Regions from separate parts of the Mus musculus genome. Here regions 2, 3, 4, 5 and 6 are each linked to region 1. A link is a contact called in public HiCAR-type and promoter capture Hi-C data. All regions are on one chromosome and are shown on one strand. Each heading gives the region's core, a stretch centred on a gene start, on an enhancer-like site or on the middle of the called end of the contact. The rest is flanking DNA. Distances are from core to core; before and after follow the strand shown.

Region 1 (3,196 bases), core at 377-2,876:
GGCGAGGGGCCAGAGAGGGTCGGTCAGGAAGTCACCTGATGAGCAGTATACTTTCTTTTCTTTCTTTCTTTTTTTTTTTTTTTTTTTGGTTTGTTTTTGCTTTTGTTTTTCGAGACAGGTTTTTTTTCTGTGTAGCCCTGGCTGTCCTGGAACTCACTCTGTAGAACAGGCTGGCCTCGAACTCAGAAATGCACCTGCCTCCCAAGTGGTTTTTTTTTTTTTAAATACTTTCTATGATTGCAACCAAATGTCACTCAGCCTGCTTTCTCATCGATGAATCGGAGACAGTTAACAACCCCTATTACATGGCATATATTGGTTAACAACAAACTCTCCAAACATAGGAGTAGCTAGAATTAGCATTCCCCATCTTAAGGTTCTCATCACATTCAAGGATAAATGGGTCTGAGGCCTCGGGGTCAAGACTTCAAGTGCTTAAATCTTCCAGCTTCCACTTTCAGATCAACAAGGTTAGGTAAAGGAACGCGCAGTGACAAAGTTTTTAGGAGCCCTGAGTTCCACAGCTTATCAGCTGTGAGATTTTACAGGCCATTCATTCTTATTCACTCCAAGGCACTGAAATCTTTGTTTACTACATAGTCTGGGCTGGCTCCAAACTCTGGCTCTTCCTGTCTCCGCAACCAGAGTCTGGGATTACAGGTGTTCACGACCGCGCCTAGATTCCAGTATTCTGTTAAATGGGGACTGTGTTCCAGCGCTGTGTACAACGGGCTGTTCTGTACGCAGGCTTAGGAATTAATGCAGTTTTCTGCCAGTCTCATCCCAACAAGCATGTGTCATCTCCATGTGGCATGCACTAGAGGCCATGTTGCACCTAGAACCAAGTTGGGCAGGTTCCTGAGGTTTCCCAATCCTGCAAACACTTATGTGGGAGTAAGAGTAGAGCAAGATGGTCACTTCCCTAGCAGGACTCAATAAGCAGCTCCTCCACTTTAGCCCCCTCACAGGCAGGCGGACCCAGCTAGGGTAAGTGGATCTTTGGAACGCCCCAGAGAATCCGTCCGCTGGCCTCGCGGGACGTCGAAGCCGGTTTCCTAGACGACCTTTCTCCACTCCATTTTCTCACTATCCCAAGGCTACCGCCTGTCCTCTTGTCCTCACTAGCTGCTGTCCCAGGCCCATACCCGAGTCACTGGGTACGTCAGGAAGTGGTGAGCAGCTCGTTGAACAAGAAGCTGGTTTAGAGAGACTTAAGCTCCACGGTGAACGCTAGGAAGAAAAGCTGAGCGCCGCTGGGTATGGGATGCCCGCTCAACCCAAGGCTGCGGTGGGGCTGGCGGAGCGCCACGTTTAGTCCCCAAGTGTCGCGACGCCCTGCAACCCAACCTCCCGAGGGCCCGCCCCTTAGTGCCTGCCCCCCAAGCTCCGCCCTCCCTTAGCTGCCAGAAAAACCCGGCTGAAGGTTCCGCCCCTCAGTCCCCTCTCCGAGCCTTGTCCCTCATGCCCCGCCCCTCTCGAAAAAGACCCGCTTTGCGGCCCCACCCCTTAGACTCCGCCCCCCCAGGTTCCGCGAACAGCCTTCCGAAACCCGGTTGAGGCCCCGCCCTAGGTCGAGACCACGCCCCCTGCTCATCCGCGCTTGTGGTTCCCGCTGATCTCTCCAAAGTCCCGCGGCCAGGGGTGTCGGCTTTCCGCCGCAGGCGGCCGGTGCTGCGCTAGGTCCTAGCCCCCTCCCCCCGGCCCCTCCTTCGATCGCTGTGGTCGGGTAGCGCCTGGCGGGCGGCCTGCGGGCGGGCCGTCCTCTCAGCCGTAGCCCACCCCCTCTTAAAGCCGCGGCGGGAAGATGAGGTTTCGTGAGCAGTTCCTGGGCGGCAGCGCCGCGATGCCGGGCGCGACCCTGCAGCGGGCCTGCCGCCTGCTCGTGGCCGTCTGCGCGCTGCACCTCGGCGTCACCCTCGTCTATTACCTCTCTGGCCGCGATCTGAGCCGCCTGCCCCAGTTGGTCGGAGTCTCCTCTACACTGCAGGGCGGCACGAACGGCGCCGCAGCCAGCAAGCAGCCCCCAGGAGAGCAGCGGCCGCGGGGTGCGCGGCCGCCGCCTCCTTTAGGCGTCTCCCCGAAGCCTCGCCCGGGTCTCGACTCCAGCCCTGGTGCAGCTTCTGGCCCCGGCTTGAAGAGCAACTTGTCTTCGTTGCCAGTGCCCACCACCACTGGACTGTTGTCGCTGCCAGCTTGCCCTGAGGAGTCCCCGCTGCTCGGTAAGACCCAGGATCTGAGGACGTGGACTCCTCGGATTTCCTCAGTAGGGTTCCAGGGATATTATCCTAAGATCTCTTTCAGGACTGCCAGCCACCAGGTTTTGATCAGAGTGCATAATCCCCAAGAAGGGCTTAATCCTCTTTGGGATGACCCAAAGAGAGGTTGGCTGGTGTCTCAAGAGGCAGGGGCCCTGTTGGGAAACCCCCAGGCTCTTACCCCAGCACCAGACAAGGCCCTGGAGACACCCTTGTTCTGGCCCAGGACTCAGGAAGTTTGAAGTTGGGGTCAGTTTAGAGTAGACTGAAAAGGCTGCTCTGCAACCTTCCCTACCTATAGTAGCAACACCGGCAACCTTCAACCTTCTGAGGACAAGACCGACAGTGAGAAAACCACCTCCCCTCCCCACCACCCTCCACTCCGCCTTAGAACAAGCCACTTAACTTTCTCTTTAAGGTTTCTTTCTGGTAAATGGAGATAATAAACCACACGTATTTTGGAGTTGTTTTGAAGAAGTAAATGAAACATTGTAACTAAGAGTTTAAAGAATGAGGATGAACTCTTAGAAAGTTGCTACAATTGTGGGATTTCCTCCTGTTTGTAGGTGCTGAACCAAGGGGCCTTCTGTCTCCCACCCCAAGTTCCTCCTCCTGATGCTTCCTCTTAACCAAACTGAGCAGGGCCCTCTCCAGGGGCAGAGGGCCTGTGTACTCAGGGGACTGACTGGAGGGCTAAAATTAACCCGGTCAATGGGGCTGCACTTTCCTGGAAATACTTGCCCAGCTGATACCAGGCAGGGGGGCAAGTATATGAGTTTGTGTTCCCAGTACTAGGCGACTGGCCAGGGTAGAACTTTGACTGGAGATCACAGGTAGTGCCAGGTTTTAGAGAATGTTTCGCAGAGTGAATCCCATCTCCCCACAGACAGACAGGCAGGCAGCGTGCTAATAGCTCTGTCTCATTCTGGGAAAGCCTTGGC
Region 2 (3,196 bases), core at 358-2,857, 900 kb before region 1:
CAGCCCATTATCTCTGAGCCTCCGAATTACCAATGTATTTCTTTTGCCCTATCTCTTAATCTAGTAGTCCTGTCCACAATGCCGGTGGACTCAGCCAAGAAAGCCATTAAGGCCTGTCACATACTTGCCTGGCAGTGGGGATGGGGGTTAGAACAGCCCATCATGGCTCCTTTATTTTCAAAGATCTATTGGGTAGAAAGGAGAGAGATATTCAATAGTCACACAGACATCAAGTCAACCCCTCCTCACCATACCCTGTGGAAGCAGTAATGGTTCTCCCCCAAACCAAAGTTACACCTCCCCCTCACAGACCTGCACCCAAGGGTACTGGGCACCCAGCTCCTCTGTGACTGAGGCCCATGCATCGATGACAGCTCGGATCTCAGGGACAGACATGAGTGGCAGCGTCACATCCGACCAGGGGTGGAAGCACATGACCTTACTAGGTGGTGAGGGAAAAATGACATAGGGAAGTGGATTGGGTGCTAAGGGCAGGGCCCAAGCTCAGGTCTTCGTCTTCAGACCTGGGCTGGAGGTTGTAAGAGGGGAAACCCAAAGTTACCAAACTCCTCTGGCGGCCTCTGCTCGGAAGAGAGGGTGGTCACTGGGTCCTGGAATAAAGGAGTATTACTCTCTGTAGCACAGGTACCCGGGTCAGACCCAGTCTCCCTTCTCCCCAACAGTGGTTAAATTGAGGGTACCTGGATCCGGAGCATCGGGCTGCAGAGCCGGGAAGTCATTGTCAAACAGAAAGGTACCATCATAGTGGGGATTCACCTACTGACAAGAATAGGCTAGAAATACTACCTGACGGAATTCAAGGGCTATCCAGGCTGCAACGGGGGCGAGGAAGGCCCCACTCAAAGGATCAAAATTGCTTGCCCGGAAATGACCCAAAAGGAGGCGCACTGCTCCCCCTTGTGGGCGAAGGGTAGTAATAAGGAAGAAGGATTTTTTTCCTATCCCAGTTGGTGGCTGTGTATTCGGGCTTACCTCCCCATTAGCTCGTGTGGCCCCGGGACACAGAGGGTTGAGTGGGTCGTGGCGGGGCACTGTCTTCAGAAGCTGGGGCTCCACTTGTCCTTGCCAGGGCCGCTTCATGCGATGAGCCGACACTAACACCCACTCGTCCTGGAGCGGGTTGTAGCGAATATGCTGGTGTTCTGGGGAGAGACAAGGATCAGTCAGCAAAACTCCCTGTCTCTCTCTTCCCCGAGTGGCTCTAATGCCCTAGCAGGCCCAAGTACAGGGACGCTCGGTCGGCGCAGTGTTTCTAGAAGCTATAGGCTGGCGGAGGGGAGTTAAAGGGTTAAACGCTTTCCGTGCCACACGGCCTGCAAGCCCCTCCTTCCCTCGCCCGCCACCCTGGCCTCGGGTAGGAGTGCCGACCTTGACTCTGGGACTAGAACTTCCTACGGAAAAGGAAGGCTCGGCTCCGCACCGTAGCGGGTCCAGGCCGCCCAGCAATTACCGCTCGCCCGGAAGGTCGCTGCCATGGCGTCCGCCTCTGAAGCCTGCTGGCGCTGCTCAGGATCGGCTCCGCTATGCGACGTGAGGCCACACGAATTGACCTAAGGTACACAAGGTGAGCGCCCCATTCCATGTCTCCCCCCGCCCACCCTGGATGATTGGCTAGTCGCCAACACGTGACGGTGGGGGCACAGCCTGCCACTTGAGGGCGGGGCTCGGGACCGCCACGCTCACTTCCCCAGGTTGTTTTGATGATTCTCCTGCACACCGGATTGTAGCTACTTCTCTGGAGAGCATCTGTGAAAACTGGTTGCTGTGTCCATTCGTCCCGCCACGGATTCGGGTTGCTTGCACGACATTAGGGCTATTTATTGGAGCATGACATATCAGCTTCACCACTCAAGGACACTCCTGCCAGCAGCCTTTAACTGCCAATAGTCCATCAGAAAGGGCGGAGCCTCGTGAGTGCACCGCCCCCCAAACCGGTAAGAAACCTCTATGGGTCCATTCTCATGTTTTGTGCAGGTAACCACAGGTGTAGTGAGTTCTTGTGTTTGCACATCAGGCCCTGTCCTGTTCAGAAGACATCGTTTTTACTGAGCATCTTAACCGTGTGCCAGGCACCTAGGTTCTGTGTGGAGCATAGAGACGCCCTGTGCAAAGACCAGCAGCATTCTGAACTCATGACCTGGGTCACCTGCGGAGCTGCTGTGTGTGGTTAAGATGCAAGTTGTGGAGAGGGGGTGGAGGTGAGGAACTTGATCATACTATAGATGAAGCCTGCAGCCTGGCCCTTCAGGTATTGCCCGGATGTGTGAGTATTTCACTGTAACTATGCCTCTAGCCTCAGGAGCAGAAATAAGGTTAGATAAAGAGAACTGAGTAAGTATAGGGTGTGGTGGTACACACCTGTAATCCCAGCACTCCAGAAACAGAGACAGTAAACTTACAAGTTCAAGTTCAGCCTGCGCAGTTATACATAACAAGGCCCAATCTATATAAAAGTAAACCAAACGGCCAGTGGTGGTGCACACCATTAATCCCAGCACTTGGGAGGCAGAGGCAGGCAGATTTCTGAGTTCGAGGCCAGCCTGGTTTACAGAGTGAGTGCCAGGACAGCCAGGGCTACACAGAGAAACCCTGTCTCGAAAAAAAAAAAAAAAGTAAACCAAAAGACAGTAATGTGTGTGTGTGTGTGCGCGCGTGTATGCGTTTGTGCATACATACCAGGCACAGTGATGCATTTGCCTATAGTCTCAGCTACTCTAGAAGCTGAAGCAGAAGATCAATTGAGCCCACAAGTTCTAGACCATCCTGGCCAATATAGTGAAGCCAATTTCAAAAACAAGCAAAAGGCCATCAGTATTTGAAGGGCAGAGACAGGCATATCAATGAGTAGCCTGGCTACATAGAACATTCTAGGCTGTTGAGGTTTGGTCTGTTGCTATGTATTATGATGCAAAATACTGGCTGGGGAGGTGGGGAGCTGGAGAGATGGCTCAGGGATTAAGAGCACCAACTGCTCTTCCAGAGGTCTTGAGTTCAATTCCCAGCAACCACATAGTGGCTCACAACCATTTGTAATGGGGTCTGTTGCCCTCTTCTGGTGTGTCTGAAGAAAGCAATGGTGGTGTACTCATATGTATAAAATAAATAAATAAATAAATAAATATTTTAAATACTGGCTCCCAAGGTCTGGTCACTCCCACAGACAAGGACATTCTCA
Region 3 (3,196 bases), core at 374-2,873, 860 kb before region 1:
GGCAGGCGGCTCGAGGGCCTCGCACCAACCTGTCTCTATAAGGCAGAGACAGCTTCATCTCTGAATTCAGATACTACCTGTCTGTGTTCGACTGGCGGCTCTGAGGTCAGGGTCAGGTTGACCTTAGAGTCATGATCTGTACTCCCTGTCAATGTATTTATTCCAGTGACAATAAACTTGAACGACCACTAAAGGAGCCTGTTGGCCTGCTGATGTAAGACGGGCTCAGCTGTGAGGATTTGGGAGGTGAAGGGGAGAGCTGTCAACCCCTTGGGGTGGGGCCAGGAGCTATACTCCTGATCTGGTTTGCGGAGAGATAAAGAGTTCTTACATCATTTGACTGATACAGTGGGGCATTGTATATTTATTTACCCCATACTTGCCAATTACCCTCTAAATATCATCCTATGGTAAGGAGGGCACAGGAGGGACGCCTATACCTCACAGGGTTTGGGGAAGACCAGGTGGGCCCACATGTCAGATGGTCATGGAGGAGCAGGCAGGGACGTTCAGAACCAAGGCAGCACAGCCTTGTGTCTACATTATACCAGTAGCCAGAGAAGGAGCCCAAGAGGTTTGGATGTAGGAAATTTTAGGAATGGGGGAGAGAAAGCAGGGAGAAACAGCTATAAAGCAACGCGCTCCACCAAATGTATGCTGCCCTCTTGTGGTCTGAGGGAGTGCCTTGGCGCCTTCAAGTGCCTGTATGGCACCCAACCTGTGGAGTTGTCAGCATCTCAAATGCAGCGTGTCCAAACTGATCTGAAACTAGCATTTACCCTAGACTATTCTACCGGAAGAGTCGCCCGTTCTTCCCCAAAACTTCATCAGAGTTTTCTCTCTCTCTTTTTTTTTGAGCTTTTCGAGACAGGGTTTCTCTGTGTAGCCCTGGCTGTCCTGGAACTCACTCTGTAGACCAGGCTGGCCTCGAACTCAGAAATCCACCTGCTTCTGCCTCCCAAGTGCTGGGATTAAAGGCGTGAGCCACCACTGCCCGACTTCATCCAAGTTTTCTATCAAGTTTCTACCATCCTCAATTCTTGCTGTTTCTGTGGTTAGCATATCATCGGACAAATATTGGAGGGCCTATTTTACTCTGGATACTGAACTAGGCTCTGTGGGCACGCCCCCGTGGCCGAAGCGCTACGGTGATGTTGAGTACAGCCCCTTCCAGGGTCACCAGTAGCTGTTGCCCCGACTACCGGATCCACCCAGCTTATACACCAATCCTCTCAGCCAATGAGTTATGCACTCGCTTAGATCCTCCTGAAAACCGCCGGGGTCGTCCAGTGTCCCAGGATGAGAAGAAAGCTCAGGACTCCGTAAATAAGAGTCTCACCTGCTTTTATCCACCAGGGGCTTCGCTTTCGCTGCTCCGGTGTGTCAGCAGGTGACGCATGCCGTCCATCTTTTAAAGGCACAAATCTGCGTTCTTCGGGCGCAAGACTCCTCCGATAGCCGTTCCTTTCCCGGGTGGGCCCTCTGCAGGTAGCGGGGTGCTCCGGGATCAACGCGCCGACCGCTGGAGGCCGGCCAGATGCCACCATCACAGGCGAACAGCAGCCCGGGTTTCTCTCAGGCCCCGCCCCCTGCGTGCGCGGCCCCGCGGCTCCGCGCGCTCCCGGTCTGCGCGCCATCTTGGCTACTCCGTGAGGGTCGAGCGTCTACTGGCGACCGTGGTAAGAGCCAAATCCCAGGAGATGGGGACTCAGAGCTGGGGAAAGGGGAAATGCCTGCTGCCTGAAACAGCGGCCCACGATTGGGGAGCCCGCCAACCGCTCACGAGTGGTCCGAAGCAGCTCTCCGGTCGAGTTCCCGAGTGGCCCTGTTCAAGCCAGCCTACTCTATTAATGTGGGGGTGAGGTCTTCTCTGCCCCCATGCACCCCGTGCTCGTAGGCAGGGTCGATTCTTTCTTTGGGGAGTACTTTCTTGGGGAGTGAGGCCTCGTGGCTGTGCCCCAGGGAGTTTGGAGCCAAGAGTCTCTGGAAGCACAAAGTAAGGGAGCCTTGTCCCAGTCCTTGCAGCCTTGTGAGGAGAGCCCGCCTGTTCTTGGCAAGTTGTGGGCGAGGGGTCTGGGACCTAGCCCCCAGGAGCTTGAGATCATAAAGAAGTACAGGCCTACCCACCAGAGAGCCTGGTTTGGGGGAATTTGGTCTTGCCCGTGTTAGAAACTCGTGGATGTATTTAGAAAGGGGTCTAAGGACTCGATAATTCTTGGCCCCAGCCTTGAGACGCTGGGGTGAGGAACAAGGCGATAATCTGGAGGGAGTGATGGAGGATGGACCTGGTCATGTTCCCGCCACTCATCTGACTCTTACCCGCAGTGCATATCCAGAGAGAGACCCACCAACGTCGCGAGGGCAGAATGGAACAGTACCGGAGGGCCGGCTCTGTAGAGCTTCCAGCCTCATCACCAATGCCCCAGCTACCTCCTGACACTCTGGAAATGCGAGTCCGAGATGGGAGCAAAATCCGAAACCTGCTAGGGCTGGCGCTGGGTCGTTTGGAAGGGGGAAGCACCAGGCACGTGGTGTTCTCAGGCTCTGGCCGGGCTGCTGGAAAGGCTGTCAGCTGTGCAGAGATTGTCAAAAGGCGGGTTCCGGGCCTACACCAGCTCACCAAGCTCCGCTTCCTGCAAACGGAGGACAGCTGGGTCCCAACTTCACCAGACACGGGACTAGACCCCCTCACAGTCCGACGCCACGTGCCTGCGGTGTGGGTACTGCTTAGTCGGGACCCCTTGGACCCCAGTGAATGTGGCTACCAACCCCCAGGTGCACCTCCTGGCCTGGGTTCCATACCTAGTCCCAGCTGTGGCCCCAGACCCCGAAGGAGGGCTCGGGACACCCGGTCCTGAAGATCTGCTGCGCCTGACTGTTCTCTAGACCTGAATATCTGTGCCTTCTCTAAGAAGAGCTTGTGCCGGCAAGGCTTAAGTCTACCGAACTTGCCCCTCCCCTCCGGAATGTGGGGTGGAACTGTTAAAAAGACTGGCGTGGGTCAGTGCTGAGTTAAAGACTGCTTGAGAAGGGCTCACTCTGTCTCTACATCTCACTTGCCTTTTCTGACGTCCGACTAGGGAAGGGAAATAAAGGTTATGCCTGTTTGTTTGGCCTGTTGTGTAAGTGGGACTGCTGACTGGGGGGCCTGGCTTTATCCCAGGAGCTCCTGGGCTGGAAGCAGGAAGGATGCGGA
Region 4 (3,196 bases), core at 354-2,853, 650 kb before region 1:
AATTCATGATCAAGAAACTTCACATTGTAACAGAAAGTTCTGCTCTGTCCTGCAAGGGAGGGGGTGGGGTTAGGAGGGGGGGGCGGTTATTCTAGAATCTCTAGGGGGTTAGTGTTTTCCCATTTTCTTGCACCACTGCTCCCTCTAGGGGAAAGAACATGGCATGGCACAATCATTTCTAACTAAAGGTTGTCACTAATAGAAGGAGCTACACGTTATATTAGGGTATAGTGGGCATTGCAAAATACCGAGCAGAAACTGGGGTACTGCTAGTCTGGTCCTGAGTGCTGAGAACTGACAGTTCGGAACATAGGCTCTTTGGGTCTACAGGATCCCTCCAAGGCGTTCTTGACTGGGGTATTGACAGTGGGAAATGGGAGCACAGGTCATCCCAGAGTTTTTAAAGCCATTTTTACACTTTATCCATAACACGTGGAGATGAGAGGCCAACTTGAGGGAGTCTACCCTCTCCTTCCCAGCCTGGGGGTTCCAGAAATCCAACTTGGGTCAGTGAGCTTGCTTTATCTGCTTTCTATTTTCCAACCCTGTGCCAGTTCTTAAAAGAATACAGCTCCCCAGACCTTGAGGGAACAGATTCCTGAAGACTCCTGTCTTAGTCACTGTTCTATGGCATGGTGAAGAGACGCCATGACCATGGCAATTCTTTTTTTTTTTTTTTTTTTTGTTTTTTTTTGTTTTTTTTTTTTTTTTTTTTGGTTTTTTGAGACAGGGTTTCTCTGTATAGCCCTGGCTGTCCTGGAACCCACTCTGTAGACCAGGCTAGCCTTGAACTCAGAAATCCGCCTGCCTCTGCCTCCCGAGTGCTGGGATTAAAGGCGTGCGCCATCACGCCCGGCCATGACCATGGCAATTCTTATAAAATAATTTAATTGGGGTTTTACTTACAGTTCCAGAGGTTAGTCTGTGATCATAGCAGAGCATAGCAGCAGGAAGGTATGGTGGAGAAGCAGTTGAGAGTCCTCCCTTCTGATCTATAGGCAGAGGACTCTGAGCCTGGAATAGGCTTTTAAAAAGTCAAAACTCACCCCCAGTGACATACTTCCTCCAACAAGGTCACACTTACTCGAACAAGACCATGACTCCTAATCCTTGTAATCCTTTCAAAGAGTGTCATGCCCAGGCCCTAAGCATTCAAATATATGAGTCTGTGGGAGCCATTCGTATTCAAACCATCACAGATACGTCTTCCCCCCTTGCCTTGCTGTGCTCTTATACACATAGCAATCCTAGCATGGCGTTGCAAGAACCCTAACATTCAGCAAGAACCCCAACAATCAGCCACTCCTTCCTTCGGAACTACATCTCCCATAAGGCCTGGGGATGAGCCAGGCTAGCAATGGTCTGGCAAGGGCGGCGCCTGAGGCGGGAGGTGGAATCAAGCTAGAGGCGGGCCCAAAGGGCAGATCTGGGGCGGTGAGAAGAAAGTCTGTGCAAGGCACGCAGAGTGGGGGAGGGGCTGAGCGCCAGGGGTGGGGCTGGAGTCCCAGGCCTGAAACCACATTGGACGGCTGGGAGTGGCCTAGTAGCCGGAGGGCGGGGCGCAGGAGGGGCTCCACGGTGCCCAGCCAGGCAGCAACCCGCAGGGCTGTGGCTGATCAACTCCTGCTAGCGTAGAAAGATCAGCCGGAGGACCCTTCTCCCTTTCTTCCGTGTGGCGGTCACTGAGGTAGGTGAACCTAGTGGGAAGCCTTTGGGTCCCAGTGAGGGTGGTGAGTTTTCTAAGGAGCACACAGTTCCTGAACTTGCTCTAGTTGGTGGAGCGTCCCTGGACACCTGAACCCCTCCTCAGGCCAGAGCTTCCCAGCGGGCTACGGGCTCCTTGCCCTTCCCTCTGCCCCTTTGGATCGTGTGGGGTGTGGGGCCACCGGTGGGTGTGAAGTATTCCAGGCTGTGTTAGTGCAGTTACTTGATCCTTGTGGATCCCGTCCCTGAGCAGGGGAGGGAGATGGGCAGGATCGAATTGCCTTTGACATTTCCACTCCCCTCCCAACTGTGTCCGACAAAGGCCTCTGCCTCAAGTGGCTCAGTTATGCTGAGCTGGGCCCGCCCTTAAACTGTAGGCTTGGGACTTGCAGCCAAGACTGAGGTTGAGTGTGTAGCGAACAAGAGTTTTCTTAGGCTGAGCCACTCAGCAAACCCCACCTGCTAGCCTTAGCCTGTGTTGGCCAGCTGGCAGACTCGACAGATTATAGGGGTCTAGAACGCCACTAAGACTGGAGCCACAGAGTTCCTCCCCTCGGCTACAATAGCAGATGCCATTAAATTGCCCCTTTCACACCCCTAAAACCGTCCTGATCTGCCCGAGGCAAGCTGGATCTGCCGCAGCTTTTGAAAAGACAGACCTCACCCGTCCACACCCATTCTCATGGTGGAAGGTGGAGGCAGGAGGTTTGGATCCCAGTGGGTGGCTTCTGACGAGCTGTGTTTTCCCATCTATAAAATGGACAACAGCTCGCAGTGTTGCTGGTATTGGACGCTATGGGGTCATTTGGAAGAACATGGTGAGGCCCAACCAGGTGGGTGTTTAAATCTGTGGGCGCCAGTCCTTCATCGAAACCCTAATGGGTTCTGCCTGAGTTTTGAAAGGGCTTTGGAGGATATCATGGTGAGCTTCTCAGGCTCCCGGGGGTCATAAGATAAGACCAATTTAATATGTAAGCATTGGGGCTTAGGGAGTCTTTCCTATTCAGACTCAAACCCTCTCCTCTTAACCCCTTGATGCCCAGGATGTAGCCTTGCTTATGTTGAATGAACATAAGTGTACAGTAAGCCAATTTGGGGCCCCTGTAGTCTTCTTTGGGTTCCACTCAGCTTTGAGAGTATCAGTAAAAGACACTGCTACCCAAAGGAGGAGAGGGGATCTCTAACTTGTGTTAGAGATCAGAGCGGAAGTAGAGGCTGTTCCAGACTGTGCTTGGGTAGTGACCTGAGAGATTAGAGAGCTCTAGGGGGTGCGGGGTTTGGGGGAGAGGATAAGGCAGGGAAAAGAATGGGACTGAATCGTGTCTTCTAGAACCAAAACGCTCATCTGCACCTGACATTCTTTTTCCAATTGTTTATTTTACTGTATGTGCATTAGTGTTTTGTCTGCATATATGTCTACATGAGGGTTGTCAGATTCCCCTGCAGCTGGAGTTACAATTGTGAGCTGCCATGTGGGTGCTGGGAGTTGAAC
Region 5 (3,196 bases), core at 378-2,877, 610 kb before region 1:
ATCCTCCAGCCTCTGTTAGGAATAAAGACATGCACTATCATTTTTATATTTTTCAGGAAACAGCTGATAAACAGTGTTCACACTAAGTATTAGTAATTTTTAAAGATCAACAAGATTAATTCCCTTTAATATATTGTCAATTTTCTCTTTTGAATACTGTATTTCCTTATTAGTAAGAATTACATTTATTCTTTAACTGATTAGTGATTTACTTTTGTTTATGTCTTGTGTGTCTGCCAGTTGTGTGTGGTATGTGGGTGCCTGAAGAGTCCAGAAGAGGGCCATGGATGCCCTGGAGCAGGAGTTGGGAGGCTACTGTGAGCCACTTGGCATGGATGCTGGGAAATGAACTCAAATTTCTCTGGAAGAGAGGTTAAGGGCTCTTAACCACTGAACCATCTCTCCAGGCCCCCGAATCGCTCATTTTTGAGCTAAAAACGAGCACTCCATTAAAGTACATATGAAGCTGCACACATGCTGGCTACTGGATTTGTTCCTACTATGCTGGTGGTTCCTTTTTGACCTGAGAGGCTAGGCCTGGCCAAGCATTTTTTCCCAATAGTCTTTGCAACCCGTTGAAGCATTACTATTATTTTTCACAAAAGGAAAAAAAAAATAAAACTATGGTTCAGAAATATTTTTGAGTAGTTAATCAAATGCAGACACGTCCAATTTCTAACATCATTAAGCTTAATTGCCACTGGACATTAGAACATTTCTGCATTGGCAACTTGACTCTTCTCGATTTAAGCTGTTTCGCCTTTTTTTCTTAAGACGGGAATCTTGTGACTTTCTATCTCTGGGGGCTAAAGAGCACCTGTCACTCTTCCAAAAGATTGGGGTTCGGTTCCCCGGAACCTATACCAGGTGGCCCACACAACGTTTAACTCCAGCTCCTGGGATCCGACGCCTTCTGGATTCTGAGAGCATCTGCACGCACGTGGCGCGCATAGACAGACACAGACACACACACACACACACACAAGTAATAATTTTTACCAAACGTAAGATCTTTTGGAATGCAGGCAGGGTTTAATCGATAACTACAAAGCAAGCCTAGGGAGAAGATATGATTGGCCCGCTAAGTCCCAAAGGTGAATCTCTCTGCCTCTGGGATTCTTCCGACCCACGCCCTCACCACTGAACCTAGTCCTCTCTGGTGCACAGAGATAAACCGAGGTCCCGCGAGTGGATGGGGCCTGGCCTACACGCGCCTCACTGCCAGCTCCGTCCCCGCAGCAACAGGTCAGGAGCCCGCGACACTCCCCACGCCCCCCAGCCCCACAGCACTCACCCGTAGCCCAGAGGCAGGAGGCGGTCCTCGAACGGAGACGTAGCGCGCCAGCCAATCAGAAGAGCCCGGCTGCACTTCAGACGAGCCACAGAATTGGGCATCAGGCGCTTCCACCCGCCCCTGAGGCGTGGTTTTTTGGCTGGGACCGTCGCGAGATCTGCCTCAAGCTGAACCATTGGTGGAGAATGAACCGCCCCCTTCCCCTTCTGATTTCTGATTGGCCTTTTAGAGGAGAGGTGACAGGCTCTGTGAATGACCATTGGTCGGTGCTGCGGGACCGCGGGCGGGCGGGCGTCGGCGCGCGCGTTCGAACTGGCGCTTGTGGCGTTGCCATGGGGATGTGGCCTGGCGGACACCTAAGGCGGGTTGACCGGACGCTCTGCTAGCCCGGCCTTAGGGCTTTCTCCTCACCGCACTATTTCTTCGGTCCTCCCTGAAAACTGACTGAGGAGGAGCCGGGATTGCCCTGAGGTGAGAAACGGTGGCTTTAGCTTGAGCCCAGGCTCTGCGCCTGCGCGGGAGCGGGTGCTCCTGTCTGCGAGCGGCGCGAGCCGAGACCGGTATTTGCGGGGTAACTAGAACTTGGCTTCTCGGGTTCTTCGAGGGTTCTCGCGCTCTCTCACGTTTCATCTCCCTGTCTACCGCCTCTTCAGCAATTACCTCGACCACCACCAGCTTTGAGGCTTTTCTGAGTACCCCAAAGGCCTCTTGCCTTTGAGACACGCTCTTCAGAGCGCTTCGATTGGACTTTCGGTTGTTTTGTGAACTTCCGCAAACCTCATTCTCCTTTTTTCTCATATAATTTTGACCTCTGAGATAAGACAAGCCTTTCCACAGCGTCTTACGCATATTAGTTTTTTGTTTGTTTGTTTTGTTTTTTTAAGGAAATATTTGTTCAGTTGGCTTTCACTCACTACAAATAGATTCAGTTATCTTTCTGCCTTGTCCCATTCAAAGTCGATTTGGGGGCAGGTGGAAGAGAGAGGACACCCTAATCTCATATACAAGAGACAGAAAATTCAGCGTTGGCGTTCCCACGTTGGGGGCAGGAAGACCTGCTCAGTGTGGGTGGCAACATTCCCAAGGCAGGGAATTCTGAGCAGTAATAGAGTGGAGAAAGCAAGCTGACCGCTAGCATACATACATTACTTCATTATTTACTGCTTTTCTTTTTTTAAGTTTTTGTTTGTGTGGCTTTTGTTTGTTGGTTGGTTTTGAGACAAAGTTCTCAATCAGAGAGACGTGCTCTCTCCACATTGTAGTCTGGCCTACAAGTACCTCTTCTCAAACCCCTAAATGTATTTGCTTATAACAGGCCATTCTGTCCTTATATGCCCGAGGATTTCCTCTTGTTGTTTACTGACCACCAACTATCGTAACATTTTATCTGTGCTTTGGAAACTGAAATCAATTATTTGACTTTGAGTTTTTTTCACTTAACAGTGTGTGTGTATGTGTGTGTGTATATGTATATGTGTGTGTGTGTATGTATGTGTGTGTGTGAGCACTCAAGTGAAGGTCAGAGGACAACTTTGAGGAACTGGTTCTCATTTTCCATGTTTTTTAAGCAGCTTGTTTCTGCTGCTGCAGTGCATACTCCAGGATATTTCTATCTTACACACACACACACACACTTACTTCTCCCTAGGAGTGCTAGGGTTACACATGTGCAGTACCACATGTGACCTTTTATGTGGGTTCTAGGCATTGAATTTGAACCATTAGGCTTATTATAGGTTATGTGCATTTACCTACCAAGCCATTTCCTTGACCTTTATTTCAGGTGGTTGGTTGGTTGGTTGGTTGGTTTGTTTGTTTAATTTTATTTGTGTACTGGCTAGTTTTGTGTGTCAACTTGACACAGGCGCGAGTTATCACTGAGAAAGGAGCTTCAGTTGAGGA
Region 6 (3,196 bases), core at 427-2,926, 570 kb after region 1:
GGAAAGCAGATCAATGGTTGGTGAGAAAGCAGAGAGGGGAGGGGGAAACTGGCCACAAGGCATAGTGTACAAATTGACATGAGAAATGATTTTTTTTTTCTTACCAGATTTCAAGATAAGTTGTTTTTCAAGGCCATCCAATGGCTGGAGAGATGGCTCAGCGGTTAAGAACACCCAACTGCTCTTCCAGAGGTCTTGAATTCAAATCCCAGGAACCACATGGTGGCTCACAATGATCTATAATGGGATCCAATGCCCTCTTCTGGTGTGTCTGAAGACAGCGACAGTGTACTCATACACACAAAATAAATAAAATCTTTAAAAAAATCATCCAAAAATCAAAAACGAGATTTTTTAATAAAGTATTTTGACTTGGTTATGTGTGACGTGTTTTATATTTTAAAAATCATTCAATTCATACTTACTGATGCTGAAATGTTTTCATCTTTGACCAGAGAAACCTGCTAATCAAGTTGCTTACTGGTCTTAGAAACTTCCCCAGTTCTGGTTCGCTAGAGAGAGCCTTATAAATCATATTCTTCTCTGCTGGAGAACACTCAGGTTCCAGAAGCCCCACCATGTAGCTAGATTCTCCTAATTCAGTCTTCTGACGGAGCAGTAAGTGTTCTTAACCGCTAAGCCACCTCCAAACTCCCTAGTTCCTACTTTTGTGTCTATCCTATCTTCCCTATATAATATTGGTGGTGGTGTTTGAAGCAGTAGTTAGGTTGGGCATACTGGTGTACTTCATCTAGCTCATGAGTAGTGGAGGCAGGGGAATTCGGAGTTTAAGTCCAGTCTCCCTAAATAGCAATTTCAAAGCCAACATGAGATCTTGTCTCCAAAACCAAATACAAATAACAAAATTATTTTCATTTATTACTCTAAAATTTTCAGAGCATGTATATATATTTAGTATCACTACTACTCTCCCTGCTTTTGGATAAAAGGTAGCATACTTGGTGTAGTTGGTTTTATTTACTTATTTATTTTTTTAACTTATCAATAGATTGTAGAAGTTACTCCAGTTATGAATAGAAGGCTCATTTATGGCAGTAGCATACCAATGCTTTACAGTACTATAAGCTTTCCCACTAATCCTCTATTCTGAAATCTGGGAGGTGATTTTTCAATGTTTTGCTATTACATATCGTGTTGTGACGAATATTCGTGCACACCCCTACAAATTTTTACTGCCATACCTTTGGGATGTCTTACAAAGTGGGCCGGCAGAATCAAAGAGTGAGCGAGCCTATGGAAGCCTCCCAAATAAGGTGCTCTTTATTTCTGCAGTACAGAGAGGGAAGAAAACCGAGATAGGCGCTCAAGATTACTTAGCGGGTTACGAAAGAGGTGGGAGCCAAATTCGGACGCAAGTGTCTCTCGGTCAAGAAGAGAATTCAAGGGGGCGAGGCAGAGGTTCGCTAAACCATCGTCCTTGTTCTTCCGGTCCCCTCCCCTACAAGTTCTTTCTCTGAACCCTAGCCCCAGGACTTCTCACACTTTCCAACACCGCCCACTTAGTTCTTAACTCAGGGACCTTCCTGAGCTCATACTTAACCCAGGTTGTTAAAACCCAGGGTCCAAGAGAGGGCTTTGCGCATGAGCAGAGCCTGCTTTCCGCGAAGGAGTCGGCCCGCCCCCAGAGGCGGGGCTGGTGTGGCGTCATCACTCCGCGCCGCTTCCAGGCGCCTCAAGGTCGCTTTGCGGAGCGGGAGGGGCAGGTCAGTGACCGGTCCTGTGTAGGCTCGTCGGCAACATGTCAGGGTACACGCCGGATGAGAAGCTGCGGCTGCAGCAGCTGCGGGAGCTAAGGAGACGATGGCTGAAGGACCAGGAGCTGAGTCCCCGGGAGCCCGTGTTGCCCCCGCGCAGGATGTGGCCCCTGGAGCGATTCTGGGATAACTTTTTGCGGGACGGGGCCGTGTGGAAGAACATGGTGAGTGATGAGCCACACGGGTGTCCGGGTTCCCACCCCGGGTCGCAGCCTGGCCAAGCCTCCCAGCCCACTCCTCTCAGTTCCATCAAGGCCCAACCCTGTCCAGAGCCCGCATACCCGGGAGGGCCCCAAGGGACAATCAGTCCAGGGGCTCAGGTTTAGCGGAGACGCTGTCAGGTCGCTATTGTTCAGGGCTGGGGTCTGGAGTCCAGGAGCAGGTGGCTGTCAGGTGTACTGAGAAGTCGGGTCTTAGGTTTTACAAGACGCTCGCCGCACATGCAGTTCTTTCGAGTGTAGATACCTTTTCTCGGGTTAAACTGGTCAGAATTAACTGAGATCACAGGCTGTGATTTCAGTATTTGAGAACACTTACGCGGTGGGTAGGGTTGAGGTGCCAGAGACTGGCCAGCTGGTATAGTACAGCCCCATGGGGTCGCAACAGAAGACAGGGTTCTATTTGGTATGCTTTGTCAGACTCTAAAGCTCCCTTTCTACGCATCACTGTGTACGTTTAACACACTTTTAGTTACTTTTAAATTGCATTCCATGACCTCCAGGCAGAAAAACCGTTCACTCAAGGACTGCTTTTTATTGTAAGGATTCCAGATATTTTCTTGGAGACTGCTATTAAATCACATCAATGATGAGTAGCGAACATTGTGTGGGAATTGCTTTCAGCTCCTTCCAGTAATTGTGGTAGAAGTAGAAGTAGTAGTTGTACAAAGTCTTGGTTGGTTGGTTGGTTTCTTGAACAACAATGCCTTATGTCTTGCAGAATGGTGCTTATTCTGTCTTAGAATCTATGGATATTCTATAGGAAGCCTCAGAGTTAGTGAAAATACTGAAATTGGTAGGTCAGCCCCAATCTGTCAGGAAATATGTTCCATTTAGAAATTTGTAAAATAATTATCACACATAGTTGGTAGTGGTGGAATGTTTTTGTTTGGTTAGTTGGTTTGGTTTTTGTTCCACACACATTGAAAAATAAGGTAGCTCATGCTAGGGAGAGTAAGCAGCGCATGTTGGTAATCACAGCAGCTCCAGAGGCTGAGGCAGGAGGATAGCCGAGGATCTCTGCAGAGGGAGGCGGGCCAGCCTTGGCTAACGCTTGGGACCCTGTCTCAAGTGAGGGGTGGGGTGAGGCTGGAGAGGTGACTGCTTCAGACCACTTGGCTCTTTCAGAGGACCCAGTTTTGGTTCCCAGCATGCACATGGTGGCTCAAAACTGTCTGTAACTCTAGTTCCAGGGCATCTGAT

The links. Promoter capture Hi-C pulls out the DNA fragments that hold promoters and counts their contacts. HiCAR-type assays count read pairs that join an accessible place to other places.
Region 2: a promoter capture Hi-C map of pre-B cells shows a contact between it and region 1, with 3 times the contacts expected there. The contact joins the promoter of Galt here to the promoter of B4galt1 in region 1. A contact is called at or near these places in 4 of 39 promoter capture datasets (erythroid cells, liver and pre-B cells).
Region 3: a promoter capture Hi-C map of erythroid cells shows a contact between it and region 1, with 11 times the contacts expected there. The contact joins the promoter of Rpp25l here to the promoter of B4galt1 in region 1. A contact is called at or near these places in 2 of 39 promoter capture datasets (erythroid cells and liver).
Region 4: a promoter capture Hi-C map of liver shows a contact between it and region 1, with 2.6 times the contacts expected there. The contact joins the promoter of Myorg here to the promoter of B4galt1 in region 1. A contact is called at or near these places in 3 of 39 promoter capture datasets (cranial neural crest and liver).
Region 5: a promoter capture Hi-C map of pre-B cells shows a contact between it and region 1. The contact joins the promoter of Kif24 here to the promoter of B4galt1 in region 1. A contact is called at or near these places in 5 of 39 promoter capture datasets (cranial neural crest, erythroid cells, frontonasal cranial neural crest and 2 more) and 1 of 115 datasets of contacts at active chromatin or transcription factors (pancreatic cancer cells).
Region 6: a contact with region 1 is called in a HiCAR-type map of astrocytes, with 2.3 times the contacts expected there. The contact joins the promoter of Ndufb6 here to the promoter of B4galt1 in region 1. A contact is called at or near these places in 3 of 39 promoter capture datasets (cranial neural crest, erythroid cells and neural stem cells) and 1 of 115 datasets of contacts at active chromatin or transcription factors (astrocytes).

Annotation. Positions count from the first base shown.
Region 1 is chr4:40,852,414-40,855,609 of GRCm38.p6, reverse strand. B4galt1 (UDP-Gal:betaGlcNAc beta 1,4- galactosyltransferase, polypeptide 1) reads left to right here and starts at 1,626. Exons shown (of 6, transcript NM_022305.5): 1 at 1,626-2,219. The coding sequence starts at 1,805.
Region 2 is chr4:41,753,928-41,757,123 of GRCm38.p6, reverse strand. Galt (galactose-1-phosphate uridyl transferase) reads right to left here and starts at 1,607. Exons shown (of 11, transcript NM_016658.4): 1 at 1,472-1,607; 2 at 994-1,163; 3 at 702-777; 4 at 563-611; 5 at 313-442; 6 at 129-185. The coding sequence starts at 1,496. Gm42274 (predicted gene, 42274) reads left to right here and starts at 1,352. Exons shown (of 2, transcript NR_155499.1): 1 at 1,352-1,955.
Region 3 is chr4:41,711,944-41,715,139 of GRCm38.p6, reverse strand. Rpp25l (ribonuclease P/MRP 25 subunit-like) reads left to right here and starts at 1,623. Exons shown (of 2, transcript NM_027278.3): 1 at 1,623-1,679; 2 at 2,326-3,107. The coding sequence starts at 2,367. The coding sequence ends at 2,858. It overlaps Dctn3 (dynactin 3), which reads left to right. Exons shown (of 7, transcript NM_016890.4): 7 at 1-342.
Region 4 is chr4:41,501,482-41,504,677 of GRCm38.p6, reverse strand. It overlaps Myorg (myogenesis regulating glycosidase (putative)), which reads left to right and starts at 1,603. Exons shown (of 2, transcript NM_001085515.2): 1 at 1,603-1,687.
Region 5 is chr4:41,463,279-41,466,474 of GRCm38.p6, reverse strand. It overlaps Kif24 (kinesin family member 24), which reads left to right and starts at 1,627. Exons shown (of 13, transcript NM_024241.2): 1 at 1,627-1,765. Nudt2 (nudix (nucleoside diphosphate linked moiety X)-type motif 2) reads right to left here and starts at 1,327. Exons shown (of 3, transcript NM_025539.2): 1 at 1,295-1,327.
Region 6 is chr4:40,277,901-40,281,096 of GRCm38.p6, reverse strand. It overlaps Ndufb6 (NADH:ubiquinone oxidoreductase subunit B6), which reads left to right and starts at 1,676. Exons shown (of 4, transcript NM_001033305.3): 1 at 1,676-1,939. The coding sequence starts at 1,760.